Linked DNA regions of Astyanax mexicanus: region 2 is linked to region 1. Evidence: chromatin contacts called from public Hi-C data. All regions are on one chromosome and are shown on one strand. The core of a region is the stretch at or near the end of the contact, and the rest is flanking DNA. Distances in the headings are between cores, read along the strand shown. Region 1 holds the start of kiaa0586 (KIAA0586 ortholog). Region 2 overlaps kiaa0586 (KIAA0586 ortholog).

Region 1 (3,406 bases), core at 601-3,100:
TAAATGAAGTAAAAGCACAATTCTGAAATATCATCAGAAATAGTGACATTAAAAGGTATATATTTGTAAATGGACCATGACTAATATATTTCATACAGTCTGTATTATGTCACTGCACATATATGTATGTATGCTTGCTCTCAGTTGTACAGCACCCACAGAAGCTCCACTATAGAGTGGTTGTTGGGCCAACATGGTACCAGCATGGAAGTGGGTGCAGTGCCAGTAGAGATGTACCAGATGCAGAAGTGCTGCTGGATATTTTAAACCATTCAATTGTACTGCTAAAAAAAACAAACAAAAAAAAAAAACAACAAACAACCAAAAATATTCAACAGCTGTACTGTAGTCACTGTTAGCCAGACACACCACTAGATAAACACTGACTGTGTATGAAAAAGGATAAGCCAATTGTAGGAACAGCCAAACTGTTTCTAATTATAAACCTACAAGAAGTACCAGATAAATTAGAAATGTGCAGTAAATGTATGATTGAGGATGTTCAACACTTACCTCTGTTTCAGGGCAGCTGCAACTGCACCTCTCCCATCAGCGGAGTATCGTGATATGTGTACATCTTGCTCTTGTTTCTGCCACTTCCTTTGGATGACTGACGGTTTCAGCATGACTTTACCTGCTCTAGGAACCTGCAATAGAGTAAGCTCTATATTAGTTTTATTAATCCCAAGCAATAACACTTAAGTAATTCTTCATCCAGCAAGTGTTTCAAATTAAGTAGTTAGATATATTAGTAATTAAATTATTTACATAATTTTTCCTTGCAGGTGGATTTGGTGAGGTATGATCTTCTTCTTCAATACATCCTACAACAGAAATAGAAGCATAGTTTACATAGTTTTTACACATGTACACACAATCAATAAGTCTTTAAAAAATTACAACAAGATTGATCAGATACATAAAGATCTACCTCTGATTGCTGATGGCATGTTCACAGGGCGGACTGGTGGGACTACTTGCTCCATTAATTCATTAGTGAAAGTTTGCTCCAAACATGAACTATGGGTTGAGTCTGACAGTCTTCGGACAAAGATATTCACATTGCAGTTGTTGGATAACTCTCCTTCACTGGCAACTTTCTTTCTGTTTAGCTCTGGAGCTACTTTAGTGGAGCGAATTAAAACATCAGCTGCATCTGCGCTTGATGTGGAGTCATTCAAGTGGATGTTATGCAGTACAGAAGAACCATAATCCATTCCTAATGAAGTTGCCAATGCTACCGTGTTGATATTTTTTCTAAAATTGGCATAGAATAACTATAATAGGAAATCCACAAGTGCGTGTTCTGGCCTCCAATTGCTTAAAATATATATAACTAACTAGCTTAGCTGGACAACCTAGTTAGCAATACAACCGGACAGCTACCGTTACCTAGGTTACCTGACCTAGCTAAGTAGCTAGTTAGCTTGCACTGAGGGTGTTAGCTATTAATTCTCATAGCTATAAAAACGAAATTAAACACACAGTGCTAGCTAATTCAAGGCGCAGTTAGCAAACTAACATTATAAACATTATAAACTGAGAGCTACACCTAAACCAGGTAGTCCAGCGCTCAGTGGTGACAGAGCGCTGTTTGAATTTGGCGCTACTGGTGGCTGCAGTCAGTCTCAACTTCGTTGTTAGGTAGTTAAGTTAGCTAGTCATGCTAAAACTGACACAAACAAACGCATTTACAGCTACACTTCTTACAGCTAGCGTAAGCGGCCTGGCCTGTGAACACTGTACTAACTACACCTGAAACTGAACTAATAATGCCTTACTGCTCTGCATCCACAACAACTGTTGCTGACAACAAAGTTGACAACAGATATGAATTCAGAAACCGCAGCGCGCGCCACTGAGTTCAATTTCAAAATAAAAGTAACCTCGCCCTGCAAGCTGCACCCCCAGCTGACAGCTAACGTTATTAGAACGGTAACTTTGTAACGTTACAGAAACAATGTTCTAGGAACGTTCTTAAAAAAGGTGTGACACAATAATGGTTTGCATCACAACGGTATTAAAACGTTTCCAGATAGACGACGTTTCCATAACACTAAAAGTAATATTCTAAAACTACAAATTAAAACACTGACATATCCACATCCAGAACATCCAAAAACAAATCACGGACTGAACCTCCCAAGAATGTTAAGTGTAACGTTCAGAAATAGTTCTTCAAACCGAAAAGTGTGTATGTTATTATTATATTATGTTATAATCTTTATAAATTGTTAATTTAAAAAGAATGATTCCTATTTTAAGAAAGCCCAGACATACAGATCATTTGTAGTTAACAATATTACATACATGAGCGCATTTTTTTAAAACTTAGCATTTAGAAATGATTTAGCCTTATACTATAAATCTTTAAAAGTTATGGGTGGTAAAAATGCCCTTAAATTTACCCCTTGCTTGTCCCTTTATTTTGATTTTATTTAATTTTATTTTTTTATATTCGTGTTTATTATTATTATTATTATTATTATTATTATTATTATTATTATTATTATTATTATTATTATTATTATTATTATTATTATTATATGTGTGTGTGTATTTATATGTGATTATATCCCTAAGTAAACAATATTGAATATTGTATTCTTTAAAGTTTCAGGTTAATACAAGAAACAACGATAGAAGACAGCATTAAAAATATACAAACTGAAGAAAAGGAAAAAAGAAAGAAAATCAAAATAAATAAAATTATATATTAACCAGAGGCAAGTGAGAGTTCATCACAAATTCTTACAGTTCTTTTACATTTTAGTGCAAAAAATAAAACGTTATAATTCGCCTCCTTTTGTACGTCACTAACGTACAGCGACCTATAGATGATCTATAGTGTGATTTCAAAAGCCATTTTCGTGTAAATATATGACTTAGAGAATATATTATTATTTCAGAACTCAGTGAGACAGTTTATACACTAATCATTTTTGTTACATGTTTCTTTCAATTATTTTAAATATATCAAAATATTTAAAAGCAATTTTACATTTTAATATTTATCAATCATCGTGAAGAAATGAATGAATTTGCCTTGTTGCAGCGAAAGTGCCGCAGTGAAGCGCCGGTTGTTCTTTCTCTTGTCCACAGCGTCACATGTCCTTCAGAGAGGGTCCGCAGGCTCGAGCTTCCAGGTGCAGACTGAGGTAATGTAGCGACGGGTTTTCGCTCTGTACCGTTTACACTATTAAATTACAAACATTATGATACAGAGCAGCGTAATTTATTTGTATAGTGTCTGTGGGCTTCCGCTGCTGCTGCTGCTGCTGCTAACCAGCTAAAGAAATAAGGTATAGAGCAGAAGGCTAACGCTCACTGCATGGTGGCTAGAATAAGCAGCAGGGCCAGTATGGGGAATTAATTGTTATAGACTTTATACTATGTAGTATTATTA
Region 2 (3,406 bases), core at 248-2,747, 93 kb before region 1:
GAAAAGGAGGGAGGGAGAGAGAACAGTAGAGAGGGCAGAGGGAGAGATAGAGAGGGGGAGAGAGAGAGAGAGAGAGAGAGAGAGAGAGAGAGAAAAAAAACTTGGCAGTGCTGGCAAGTCACTGAGCCTGTTTGAAGTTTATGGCTCCATCAGAAAACAGGCCTGTCAGAACAGAGACACTGGAGACTTAGAGGAATGACATTTTAGGAGTGGGCATGTGGCCCTGGCTGCTCTTGGCGAGAGGGCTTGTTTGATGGGGTCTGGACTGAAGTGGCTGAGCTCTTTATTTGGCAGCTGGGAGAGCTAAAAGACTGAGTGGGAGAGTGAGTGCCGGCCATAATTGGAATTTTTAAAAAGCTTAATTATAGGCAATGGCGCACATAGCACTCGACATCTTTTATGGTTTTTCTCCGTTTGGACAATGTTTACATCACTCCAGCAGTAGTCCTGACCTTAACTGACACGCAAACAGCAAGAGAAGCAGAATTACACAGACAATGAGTCAACATGAACTTTTTAATAGCGACCCCATTAATGCAAACAAACAGAAAAAGCCATTAAAAAGTGCTCAGTGACTCACAGTTTCTCCACAACAATGAATTGATGATTGAGAGGCCAAATGCTTACAAATCTATACAATATGCCAGTGTGCTGCGATGCTGTGGGGGAGACCTTGCGGCGCTGTGCCAATGGGAGTTCTTGGGCAAGACTCCTAACACTACATTGGTCTAACTCTGTGATAATGAGCAATGGTCCAAGTCAAGTAAATGTCATGAATGTAAACAATAATGCAGAAAAAATAGATGCAACAATACATTGATCTTAATTTTTTTTTTCGTGTTTTGTCCATAGTATGTTGGAAAAAGCTGTTGCATCATATAAATATTTGAGTACTGTTGTATTGTGAATTTTGCAGTGAACACTGTGGTTTTAAAGCTATCGGCGTATCCGAAGCTAATCTCATCACTAATATTTCTACACAACAAATAGTGAGCTACATACACATGAACAGACACATGTCGACATGTGTGATAAGCTTAGATGCTAAAAAAACAAAACAAATTAGTTTTATTCCTTGTTTTTATGACTCAATTCCATGATTCCGATCCTTATTCTCAGCATCATGGAAATGAAAGGAGTCCTTAATACTCTCCAGCACCGAGAAAACAGGATCTGTCTGCTTTCTCTCTGCATGCAGTTTGGTGCCACAACCAAAAGGGGGCAATGTGGAATAGCTCATCATTTTGAGAATGTGAGTGAAAGCCCCCAAACTCTCTTTTATTTTCATAATCTACACTCCCCCCTCCAACCAATAGCTACAAAAGCATGTGAGAACAACACAGATATGCTCTCCACTCCTCTACTCTCCTCCACTCTCTCAGTCAAATGGACTGCTGTGCTTGCCCTTGTCCGACCGAACGCTGGAATCCGCCTAATACCCAATATGCCGAGCAGCTTGTGTCGCTTGTTAGCCGTAAATATGGCAGGCTTATGGCTTTGTGTGTATGCTTGAGTGGCCTGTGATGTGAGAGGAATTCCTGAACAGCCCAGCCAGCGGTGGGGCAGAACTGAGCGGGGGGTTGGGGGATACGGGCTGTGCACACACACTCGCCACGCCCTTTCAATACCAATCGCCTAAATCAACAGCCTCCGCAGAATGATATTTTCTAATCCGTTCGATGCTTTTGGTAATTAATGAAAGCACCGTTCTCTTTTACCCTTTGGCTCTGCAAATCTCATTATTGGGGCAGCAAATGCTTAACGGCTGGTGTTTCAAAAAAGGCGGCATCAAATACAACAATGTGTAGCTGCACTTTTGTCTAATCCTAAATTGGGTATGAATCGTTTGTCCTCAAAGCAGTTTGGGCATTACAGGCTATCTGCTTTATCCTCATGGACAAGCAAGCAGCTGACCTTGTGGTGTACCTGTGTCCACTCTCAAAAAATAAAGGAACTTAAAAGGTTTTTTGAGGATCACTTTTGTTTCCTCATTTTGCTTTAACCAGGAGGATCGATATGCGTAAACGCAAATGTTTAAATCAGTTGTACCTGAAATTTCCCCCTTGTACAAAGCCCGAACCCATGATTAAACTAAGCAGTTCATTTTCCAATTTCCAATTTCCCTTAGAAATTAATGCTGCCACCACTTGCCTAAATCACACAGAACAGTTCCTAAAAAGAGAACGTATTTGACAAGGACATTCTCCATCTGTATTCTGCATATATGAAAGGGCACCTCTCAATAATATCTGATCATAATCGTTTTTTTATTTGTGAAAATGAATTAATAATGAGTAATGGAGTAAGTTTCTGTCCAAACATATATATATATATATATATATATATATATATATATATATATATATATATATATACATGTATATATATATATATATATATATATATATATATATATATATATATATATATATATATATATATATATATATATATATATACATATATATATATATATATTTTTTTTTTTTTTTTTTTTACAAACTTAGGTTTTGTCTGCATTTGACCTCCTGAAAACATTGCTTTTTGAGAAGTCTCTGCAGAATGGAGATTTTTCTCCTGTCACTGTCTGTTTTCAGTGTTGTTATAAAAAGGCTTACCTCACAACACAAGCACTTTTCTGGATGAATTACTTTCTACATAGTGAATTATGTGAGGCATAAAAGTACTATGTTTGGGTACAGATAGAACTAGATTTCAGATTTCAACATATGAATAAATGCAAACAATGTTATATTACAAACATAGATCCAATAGACTACTGCTGTCCCGGCTAGTGAATTGGAACATGGCCGGTAAATACGCCCTTTTAACGAGAAAGAGAGCTCAAGAACGGGCAGAAACTAATGTCACACCGAGCGAGACAGAGAGACAGGGGAGAAATGTAAACAAAAGCTCGCCAGAAAAGCATTTTTTTTTTCTTTTCATTATCATTCATTATACTTCAAACAACCTCATGGGCCAGAGGTTTCATGCTTGCAGGCCACATCTGGCCCGCGGGCCACCTATTGCCGACCCCTGTTCTACAGCATTGCTCAAAGAACCAGTATATTTTAAAACTATAAAGAACTGCAAAGATCCAGGTCAAAGGCAGAAAAGTGCTTGTGCAGGTGATTCTACCAGAATGTCAGCAACAGCCAAGAACTTTGTTCCAGGGAAGCCATTATCATCATCATCATCCTCCTCCTCATCTTCTTCTCCAATTGACCGTGTGTCTGCCCCAGCCTGAGAGAAGGTACAGAAGAGGAGAAGGTCAACAAGGTGCAACAGAAACAGTGAAATCCCCCCCATGTCGTTAACAGCCCGAGGGGATTATGAGCTTATATGAGGATGAATTATTAAAGATAGCAATGATGGTCCAAAGCAGGTTGATTACATTTGACCGCGT

What was found. Hi-C and Micro-C count contacts between places; a contact is called where the count stands out from the background.
Region 2: a Hi-C map of muscle shows a contact between it and region 1, with 15 times the contacts expected there. The contact joins the enhancer-like site here to the promoter of kiaa0586 in region 1. A contact is called at or near these places in 2 of 3 Hi-C or Micro-C datasets (both in muscle).

What each region holds. Positions count from the first base shown.
Region 1 is chr14:18,428,334-18,431,739 of AstMex3_surface, reverse strand. It overlaps kiaa0586 (KIAA0586 ortholog), which reads right to left and starts at 1,850. Exons shown (of 30, transcript XM_022672972.2): 1 at 932-1,850; 2 at 769-824; 3 at 514-647. The coding sequence starts at 1,217. timm9 (translocase of inner mitochondrial membrane 9 homolog) reads left to right here and starts at 3,065. Exons shown (of 4, transcript XM_007251917.4): 1 at 3,065-3,158.
Region 2 is chr14:18,521,077-18,524,482 of AstMex3_surface, reverse strand. kiaa0586 (KIAA0586 ortholog) reads right to left here. Exons shown (of 30, transcript XM_022672972.2): 17 at 3,139-3,243. Among protein-coding and RNA genes, the nearest start is that of irf2bpl, 75 kb to the right of the region's middle. Within about 2 kb of position 1,497, the one cell type or tissue checked has an H3K27ac peak away from gene starts, as active enhancers do.